Regions from separate parts of the Mus musculus genome. Here all the other regions are linked to region 1. The links are chromatin contacts, called in public Micro-C maps. All regions are on one chromosome and are shown on one strand. The core of a region is the stretch at or near the end of the contact, and the rest is flanking DNA. Distances in the headings are between cores, read along the strand shown.

Region 1 (2,731 bases), core at 214-2,713:
GAAGCATCTACAGTGCCTGGCCATTTCCTGCTACTTCCCCACTGGTTTTCTCTCCCCTGTCCTTCTCCCTGTTTTCCTGATTTGGTTTTGCTTTAAAATGCATCTCTAAAGTACATTAGCTGGCAGACTTCAGCAGCCTGTGCCCTGCCATGCCCAGTGCCCTTCAGCATCAAATATCCACTTACGTTGTTATTGAAGTAAAAAAAAAAAAAAAAAAAAAAAGCCCCAAGTGATGTGCACAAGTCTAAAGCACACAACTTCCTGAGTTTCTATGTATGGGGAGCATGTCTAGACCTAAAGTGCCTTGAAGGTCTGCCCAGGCCAGTAGGAAGCCCAAAGGCAGTCCACTTCTGACCTCTACCACTACTTTACAGTTTAGAGAGGACAGCTTTTAGGAGAAGGCTGGGACTGGACAGGTAGTTTATCAGTGGAAACTCTGATCTTGTAGAACACTAGGACTCATTCCCAGCACCCACATAGTGGTTCAGGGACATTACATCCTTAACTCTAGTCCAGAGGATCCAGTGCCCTCTTCTGACCTCTAGGGGTTTCCTGGCACAGAGTCGTGCATAGACATACATGCCCGAAAAATACTTACATAGAAAGTAAAAGGAGTGAACATTAAAAACAAGGCTAGAGTGTCTGATGATTATAATACTAACTGGCAGCAAGAAACCCTCTCCTGGCCCTCTCTGAGGTGACGAAGGCAAAGACAGTGAGGCACACAAGCTTTTAAAGTCACACAAGTCTGCCCAACAAATGCTCTCACTTACATCCAAGGACCCCAGGCACAGAAGAGGAATACCACTGTCCCACTGGAAACTTTCCTCAGAGAGTCCCCAGACTGTGTGTGTGTCAGAGATACTTCTGGTTTTTCCTGAGGCCATTAGACAGGCTTCCTGGGTTTCTGGGCAGAACATCTACCCAACTCAGGTTCTCACACTCATGGCAGACACTCCAAGCACACAGAAGACATTGTTTCCACAGGGGAATGGATGCCTGGCATCCTACAGGAGAGCGTGTTCTTCTCCCAAGCTTGCTCCCCGTGAGCTCCTGGCTAGGTATCCGGGGGAATGGCCACAATTACCCAGTCCCGCACACCTCCAAAGGACTTTAAAGGCCATTTGTGGCCAGATGTAAATGGCTAGAGATAATGGATAGACAGACACATACACTCTCTGGCTCCTGACCTAGGCAGGCTTACAGATAAGCCTCGGGGAGTCAGGACTCAGCTCCTGGCCCGACTCTGTCACCAGGAACTGTGTGACCTTGGATAAGTCACTTTTTCCCTCAGGAATTGGCTTTCTTTCTGGGAAATGGTCCAGTATCCTCAGTCCTTGTCTGATTGTGCAGGTTCCCAGATCTCTCCTAATCGCCAGGGACCCTTCCTTAACATCCCCAACACAAGCAAGATCCGCCCTTTTGTTCTCAGGGGAGGGGTGGGGGGTGACGTGGGGGAAGGGAAGCAGAGCCCCCTTGGGGCATCAGACTAAGAGGCCTCCGTGCCAGAAGCTGATAACGGAAGAGTGCTGTCCTGGGAGGTCACCAGGGAGCCCTGAGGTGACCTGGTGTAGCCATGGTCCCTTTCCGACCCGTGGCGGGCAGGGAGCGAGTGGTTGCCGCTAGGGCTGCACGGAGCAGCTCCCAGACGTAGTCGCGGCTGGGGACTACAGTTTGGAGAGGGTCCTGGGCACTCTCACTCACCCAGCGTCTTTGACAACGCGGGAGGCCACTCTACCTCGGGACTGTCCCCAATACCCTCCGCGACAACCCCAATCGGCCACTTACTTAACCCAGGGCCCGGACGCGAGCAGAGCAGCTACCTGCAGCTGGCCGTAACCCGGCCGACTGGACTTTAGCTGGCGCCTCCGTCCCCGCTGTCCCCGTCGTCTCCGTCGTCCCCGTCGTCTCCGTCGTCCCCGTCGCCTCGAGGATCCCGGCTGGGCTGCAGACAGTGCCTGGCGTTGCTTCTGCGCGCCCGGCTAAGCTGGACTCTGCGCTCCTCGCTCGCTCCCAGCCGGGCTTAAGCGCTGCCGGGACGCGGAGGCGGAGCCGCCGCCCCCACCTGCTCCTGGCGGCCGCCCTGGAGCCTCGCCGCCCAGCGCACGGGGACGCGGTCCAGAGGGCGGGGTCGCTCTGGCACCCAGGAGGCGGTCCTGGCTGCGCGGCGGCGCAGCTCCCAGGTACAGAGTCCCGAGTGTGAGCCACGGGGACAATGGGGCCAAGGGCTGGAGTTCCCCTGCACGCCACCTCGTCTATATATTACAAACATTTCTGAGCCCTCGCTAAGCCCCAGACAGCGCGTATATGCAAGGGGACAAAAGGAGAATGGGACAGCCGGTTGTCCCGATGAGCACAAGCAGGTACTTACAATACGGAGCCAAGAGAACATCCAACGTGTACAAAGCAGAGGGACACCCAATTCAGACCTGGGCTTGAGAGGCAGGGGTGGGTGTGTGGGTGGAGAGAGCTGGGGGGCGGGAGGGGGAGGTAGAGAAGCTTGCTCTCAGAGATAGGTGAGCACAAAATATCCTGGTAACACAGGGAGGTAAGTAGCTTCCGGTGGGGCAGAAGTGGGAAGAAGGCAGTTTGAAATCTAGAGTGAAGCGAGTCTGTCCCATTTCCCTGTCCGGCTGTCCAGAGCTTGGAGAATGCTGGAGATTTATGCCTGAGGCTCCTGTGTACACTCAGCTGCTCCAAGTGCAGCAATTCAGGCTGGCATTTCCTGCCT
Region 2 (2,702 bases), core at 15-2,514, 630 kb after region 1:
TGGGGAAAGAGAGAGAGAGAGAGAGAGAGATATGGAAGGGGGCTTTTTTTATATATGGATGGTGACATAGTCACAGGTAAAGATAGGAGGTGAGCCAAGTGGATTCTGGGAATATGGTGGCTCTTGCCTTGGCAACAGGTGTGTGGGTCGAACCTATGTGATGTCACGGGTTTCAGAGGTCCTGATACCAACAGTGTGTGGTCTTTGAGGGCCTCTATAGGCCCCATTTCTTGCTGTGAGAATTACCTCCTCTTTCAACACTTCGGGAAGAGCTGTAAGCCTAGATTCATGGGGCTGACTTCAGGACCACACCAGGATGTCAACTCCCTTTCTGAGGTGGGCATAGTGGAACCTCTTAGAGTTGAACAGCAGCAGCAGCTGCTGTGCTGGAGCTCAGGAGGGCGAGCACAGGGAGTTTGGGGCCACTCTGCTCAGCCATGCACCCAGAGCATTGGAGGTGGGATTCGGGGAGCAGAGACTGAGACTGAAGCAAGCCAGGGACTGCTGTAGTTCTGGGTGGCTCTACTTCTTGCTTCAAAGATTCCCCCTGGATCACCCCAGCAATTCCCAGTTTTCTTACTCAGCAGCTCCTTTTGTGATGTGTTCTCTTCCTTATTGTTTATCCGTTAGCATTAGTTCCTCCAGGATGAAGGGTTAAGAGCTGGCCTAGCAGTGAGTCACTGCAGAATGGCTAACATCTTCCAAAGAATGAGCCACAGTTTCTCTCTCTTTGGCCTTGACCTAGCTCCTGTGGTCAGCCCTTCCGTAAAGCCCCTCCTTCTTCTGTTGCAGCAGAGTGGCCTCAGTCCTTCCCTATTTCCATTTCGATTCACCCTCCCCAACCCCCACACCAGTGCCTTTTCCATGACCTTATTCCCAAGGCTTGGAAACATCCTAAGCTATTCACATTATTTCATCAGACCCAGGGTGCTGGCACGCGGTGACTCCCTGCTTCAGCACCAGCCAAGATTAGGGGTGGATGATCACATTACAATGAGACGGAACTCTCAGGACCCAGAACAGAGCATTTCACTGTCCCTCTGTTTCCTGTAAAACATAATTCTGGAAAGTATTCATATTTTGCCTTCACAGCTTCCTGCCCCTGGTAGAAAAGGGATTTCACCGAGCACCCCAGCAGTTACAGAGCCTGCACAGGGTGGCTGGTCAGAAAGTAGGGCACATAGAAAGGATCCAAGCCATTCAGGAGCCTGCACTGGGTAGCTAGCTAGAAATGGGGCCACCCAGAAAGGGTTTACACACACATCACAGTAGAGCTCGGGGTTGGGGGTGGGGGCTCTCTACAGGCAGTCAGTAGCTGTCTCTCAGTACAGCAGCCTGTGGAAATGCCAACTCTAACTTTTTTTTAACACAGGAAGGGCAAGGAAGTTGGCAACTGTTTTCAAATGGGCAAGCTAGTGTAGTCCCTTAAGAAAGGGAGAACTTGAGACTTTATTTCCTATACCTTTGGTCTCTGTCTTCCAAAGAGACCAAGGGTGTAGCTGATGTCAAGAACAATAGTCCCCATTGTCACCATTATCATTTACAGGAAATAGTCCAACTGACTGTGAGGTGTTTGGGTCAGCTAAACACAAAGCCGTAGGAGTCCTGCACTAGGTTTTTGGTGATACCGTCTTTGAGAATCTTGGGGTCTCTAGAACTCCATTACTTCATTACTCATTTTATAAATGTTACACCTCAATGATTAGACAGTTGGTGAGTGGTGACAGAACTGTGTAAATCCTGGTTCGCCAGGCTTCTACCTTGTCCCATCAGGATGAGATGGACTCAGTACCAGGTTCTGTGCAAAGATAATGAATCCGAGTCTCCTAAACACAGACACAGACATTCGACTCAGAAAGCTGGGAGCCCTGTTAGCTCTTCAACGCTGTTTGCTTGCTCAAATCCAGTAATTCTTAGTGAAGTCCATGCTAAGAAAATCTCTTAATTTTGGAATCACTTTAGACTTTCGTGTAAGGTTCAAAATCATATAGTGAGGTCTCATCTGCTTCTGCTCACTTGGTTCCTTCTAATGTTGGCATCTTATAAACTATGTACATTTTTCAAAATTACAAAAGTCAGTGACAAACTGCTATGAACTAAATCCCAGACTTTTCCATATTGCATCAGTGTTCCCTCCCAGGACCACACACTGTTTCAGACTGCAATCCACATCTGCTCCAGCCCTGCCCTGTACTAAGGCTGCAGCTATACTAAAAAATAGAATACTATATTCTATATTCTGTGCTCTACTAAAAAATAGAATACTATATTCTGTGCTCTACTAATATAGCAATGGCACTCTTGTACACATGCATAGCAAATAGTATGTACAAAAATGTTTATAGCAGTATTTTTCAGTGGAAACAAAAGAATAGAATACGTAAACACATTTTGGTATTTCTGTATGTTAATATATATATGTAGAGTATTTGAATTCTTTCTATCCCTGTTAGCTTCCAAGTGAATGAGACTCAGGCAATGATTTATTTGGCTTTGGCACAATTACTAGGGGAATTTCCCCTCATCTAGTTTTCTAGTGCTAGACTGTTAATTCCCCAGCTATGCTTGCCGAGGACTTGCAGTTTGGGTCTCCCCAGGTTATTTCTGTTCCATCAGCCTGTCCTCAGGGTCTGCTCCACTTCAGGTACATGCTCCTGGTCCATCACAGCTAATGAGGACCTTCTCTTCTCTGTCTCCCTCTC
Region 3 (2,974 bases), core at 251-2,750, 730 kb before region 1:
TCGCCATAGTGCCAAGGATAGAGATGGAGAAGTTCACTGGGGCAGGGTCTCGGGTCAGGCACTCAGTCTGACGGTGTTTGTATTTATAGCCATAGAAAGTATTATCTGAGCTCTTGGATGTCCATTTCAGGGGAAAGGCCCAGGTACGGACAGTGTCATTTACATATGGATGCACAGTTGCCAATGTGGCTGTCAGCCAGTTGTCAGGGTGACTATTAGCCACCCATTTGGCTCCGTTAGAGCTTTTGTTAGAAGTTCAAGATGGAGTTGGTGCTGTCAAAGCATGATCTCATTAATCATAATTAGAATACCAATTTGCTCCGTATCACAAGAACCACATCACAGCAAAGGACATGTCTCAAGGCTTCTACAACCCTGTGTTAGTCAACTGGCGGCCGTGGACTGTCTAGACCTGGAATAGAAAGGAAGTGGACTCTCTCAGCAAAGCAGCTGACCTTCCATAAAACAATGCACAGGACTAGAGGGAAGCAGGTGTGAGGAGTGCCCAGTATGGCTGAAGAGTGTCTCTATGAAGTGACCTTTGAAGAAGGAGAGGGGAAAAGAAGCGCAAGAAGTGTCCAGTGAGGGGCTGGTGAGATGGCTCAGCAGGTAAGAGCACCCAACTGCTCTTCCGAAGGTCCTGAGTTCAAATCCTAGCAAACACAAGGTGACTCACAACCATCCATAAGGAGATCTGACTCCCTCTTCTGGAGTGTCTGAAGACAGCTACAGTGTACTTACATATAATAAATAAATAATTCTTTAAAGATGGGAGGTAATCTTTTTTAAAAAGAAGTGTCTAGTGAAGTATCTTTGAGAGAATGGCCAGTGCCAGAGCCCTGGGGTCACTGAAATAGCATCTGGCAGATTAATGCCTGGGAGGAGAATGAAGGGGGCGGGGGTTAGGGGGACATAGGATGTGTTCATGCACAGCTCTATATATCGCTGCAAGGCCCATCATCTTACTCTGGGAAAGTTAGGAGGCACTGAAGACACTTCAGCTGAGGGATGACATGGTCATGACATCAAGTGACTAGAAAGCTGCATCCCCAGGGGTACTGCTCCTCGGTGGGCAACTGACCATCAGGTCTTTCACCCCCTACTCCCATCCAACCCAAGCCTGCAGGCAGAGGGGCCCATCATCTCTTCTATCTGAGGCAAGAGAAGCAGGAGCAACAGAGGAGGGGAGGAGTGGGAGAGAACCACTGGGCTCAGCCTGGCCCTTGGGTGATTTATTGGGCACATGATGGTAGAGGAACCTAGGCACTCGCTAGAGAGGCAGAAGCTTCCTCTGGTCCCAGCCTGGCTCAAAGGGCTTTAGAAGTAATACCCCCAAATAATTAAAAAGAGATTTGCTGTCCCACCTCTCGGCCTCTGGAGAGGGATATTCATCAGCAAATGAATTAAAACCAAATCTAACAATTTACATGACTCAAGCTACAGGCCAGGGAGCTGCCAGAAAACTGGATGCTATGGTTATGCTAATGCAGCATAGCCCTGCCCTGGACATCCTCCCTGCACTGGGGCAGGCCCTGGCTCCACTCCCTGCTCCTCAGCTTCAGCTCACCCAGGCAGTGGAGGCAGAAGAGATTAGCCAAGAATTAGGCCCCAGCCATTGCCCACAGCTGAGATGAGCTGCAGGGAGAGTAGTGGCCTACTGGGACTCCTCTGTCTTTCCAGCTTTCCTGACCTGCTGATTTACCTCTCAGAGCCTCAGTTTACCATTTACAAAACTGGAAGATGATTTTGGCAGATTTGCACTGCAGCAAAATGTACTGGCACTCAGCGGGTTGAAATGACAGGGCTTCAATAGGGGAAAAAATGGCTATGCAAATTAAAGGTAGAGCTACATTATACAACCTAAAAATATCCACAGATTCCAGCTGAGCCCTGCATCCGTGCAGCGGGGAAACTGTAATCGAAGACTCACATTTATTGTCCTTTGTTAATATTTTCCTTAGGAAGCCTTTTGGGAAGATCCTTTTGGTAAGGCCTGTGAGAGGCCTTGGATGTTGCGTTCCCTTCTTCTCCGGGCCCGCACATGAACAGGGTACCACCGCCACTACCTTATGTGTAAAAGGAGCCAGGAGATAAATTGGGGCCTCAAAGATCATGGGTACAGCACCCTGATCTCACCTGCCTGCTTGTTGGCTAGTAGGGACAGATTAACCTGCTGTGAAGCCACAGGTCAAACCTTGCCAACAACAATGTGCCCCATAGTGTCCTGGCAGAGGTATAAAAATATGGAGTCAAAAGTGTGTATGTGTGTGTGTGTGATCCCAGGGCAAGGACACAGCTAACACAAAGGCTCCAGGGTTTCTTCAACCTCCCAACCCAGTAGCCCAAACCATCTTTTACTCTTTTACCCTCGATTTATAGTGACGAGTGCCCAGGCAAACAGGACCACTAGGATCCCCAGGTCAGCATGACAACATAGACTGGTATTGGTTTAGGCCTTCTGAGACCAGATGCTGCAAAGGAATATATATATGTTTATCCCCTTCTTATGTGCTTGCAGAGATAGAATTTTCTAGACTCCCATGCTGCATGGCCCCAAGAGATCTTGAGCCTTGATCAGATAGAAAGATCAGATAGATAAAGGCACGTGCCACCACCACCTTGCTTAGCCTTATAATATTCTTGCTCAGTCTAGTCACAAAGAAGTACCAGACTGCTCCAAATGGTGGGAGTTTCTCCAGGACAACCCTTTCAGCCGAATAAAAGCATTGGTCACAGCAGAGATAGAATAAACCCCAGCTTCCTGTCTGGGGAAAGATTATCAGAGTCTCATTAGCCGACAAGAGTAGGCTGTATCGATCACAGCTGTCAATCATGAAATGCCATACTAAGTACCAAGCACTTCATTTTGTCTGTTAACTCCCTTGAGTTAGGCAAGATACCAGTTGCCTTGACTGCATGGAAAGTAAAGAAACACTGGAGGAATTCAGAGGTTTGATGAAGACTACAGAGGCGA

Evidence for each region. Hi-C and Micro-C count contacts between places; a contact is called where the count stands out from the background.
Region 2: a contact with region 1 is called in a Micro-C map of embryonic stem cells, with 5 times the contacts expected there. The contact joins the enhancer-like site here to the promoter of 9130019P16Rik in region 1. A contact is called at or near these places in 1 of 484 Hi-C or Micro-C datasets (embryonic stem cells) and 1 of 9 other capture datasets (liver).
Region 3: a contact with region 1 is called in a Micro-C map of embryonic stem cells, with 4 times the contacts expected there. The contact joins the enhancer-like site here to the promoter of 9130019P16Rik in region 1. A contact is called at or near these places in 4 of 39 promoter capture datasets (the HPC-7 cell line, HPC-7-derived erythroid cells, cranial neural crest and 2 more) and 1 of 484 Hi-C or Micro-C datasets (embryonic stem cells).

The regions. Positions count from the first base shown.
Region 1 is chr6:54,428,953-54,431,683 of GRCm38.p6, reverse strand. It overlaps 9130019P16Rik (RIKEN cDNA 9130019P16 gene), which reads left to right and starts at 1,463. Exons shown (of 14, transcript NR_033635.1): 1 at 1,463-2,363. Wipf3 (WAS/WASL interacting protein family, member 3) reads right to left here and starts at 1,998. Exons shown (of 9, transcript NM_001167860.2): 1 at 1,824-1,998.
Region 2 is chr6:53,800,238-53,802,939 of GRCm38.p6, reverse strand. No RefSeq gene overlaps it. Among named protein-coding and RNA genes, the nearest start is that of Tril, 19 kb to the left of the region's middle. Within about 2 kb of position 1,264, at least 84 of the 459 cell types and tissues checked have an H3K27ac peak or open chromatin away from gene starts, as enhancers often do. A contact at or near this core is called in embryonic stem cells, where this site is marked.
Region 3 is chr6:55,157,992-55,160,965 of GRCm38.p6, reverse strand. All of the region lies in intron 1 of Gm34358 (a long non-coding RNA gene), which reads right to left. Among named protein-coding and RNA genes, the nearest start is that of Gm34358, 5.0 kb to the right of the region's middle. Within about 2 kb of position 1,500, at least 9 of the 459 cell types and tissues checked have an H3K27ac peak or open chromatin away from gene starts, as enhancers often do. A contact at or near this core is called in embryonic stem cells, where this site is marked.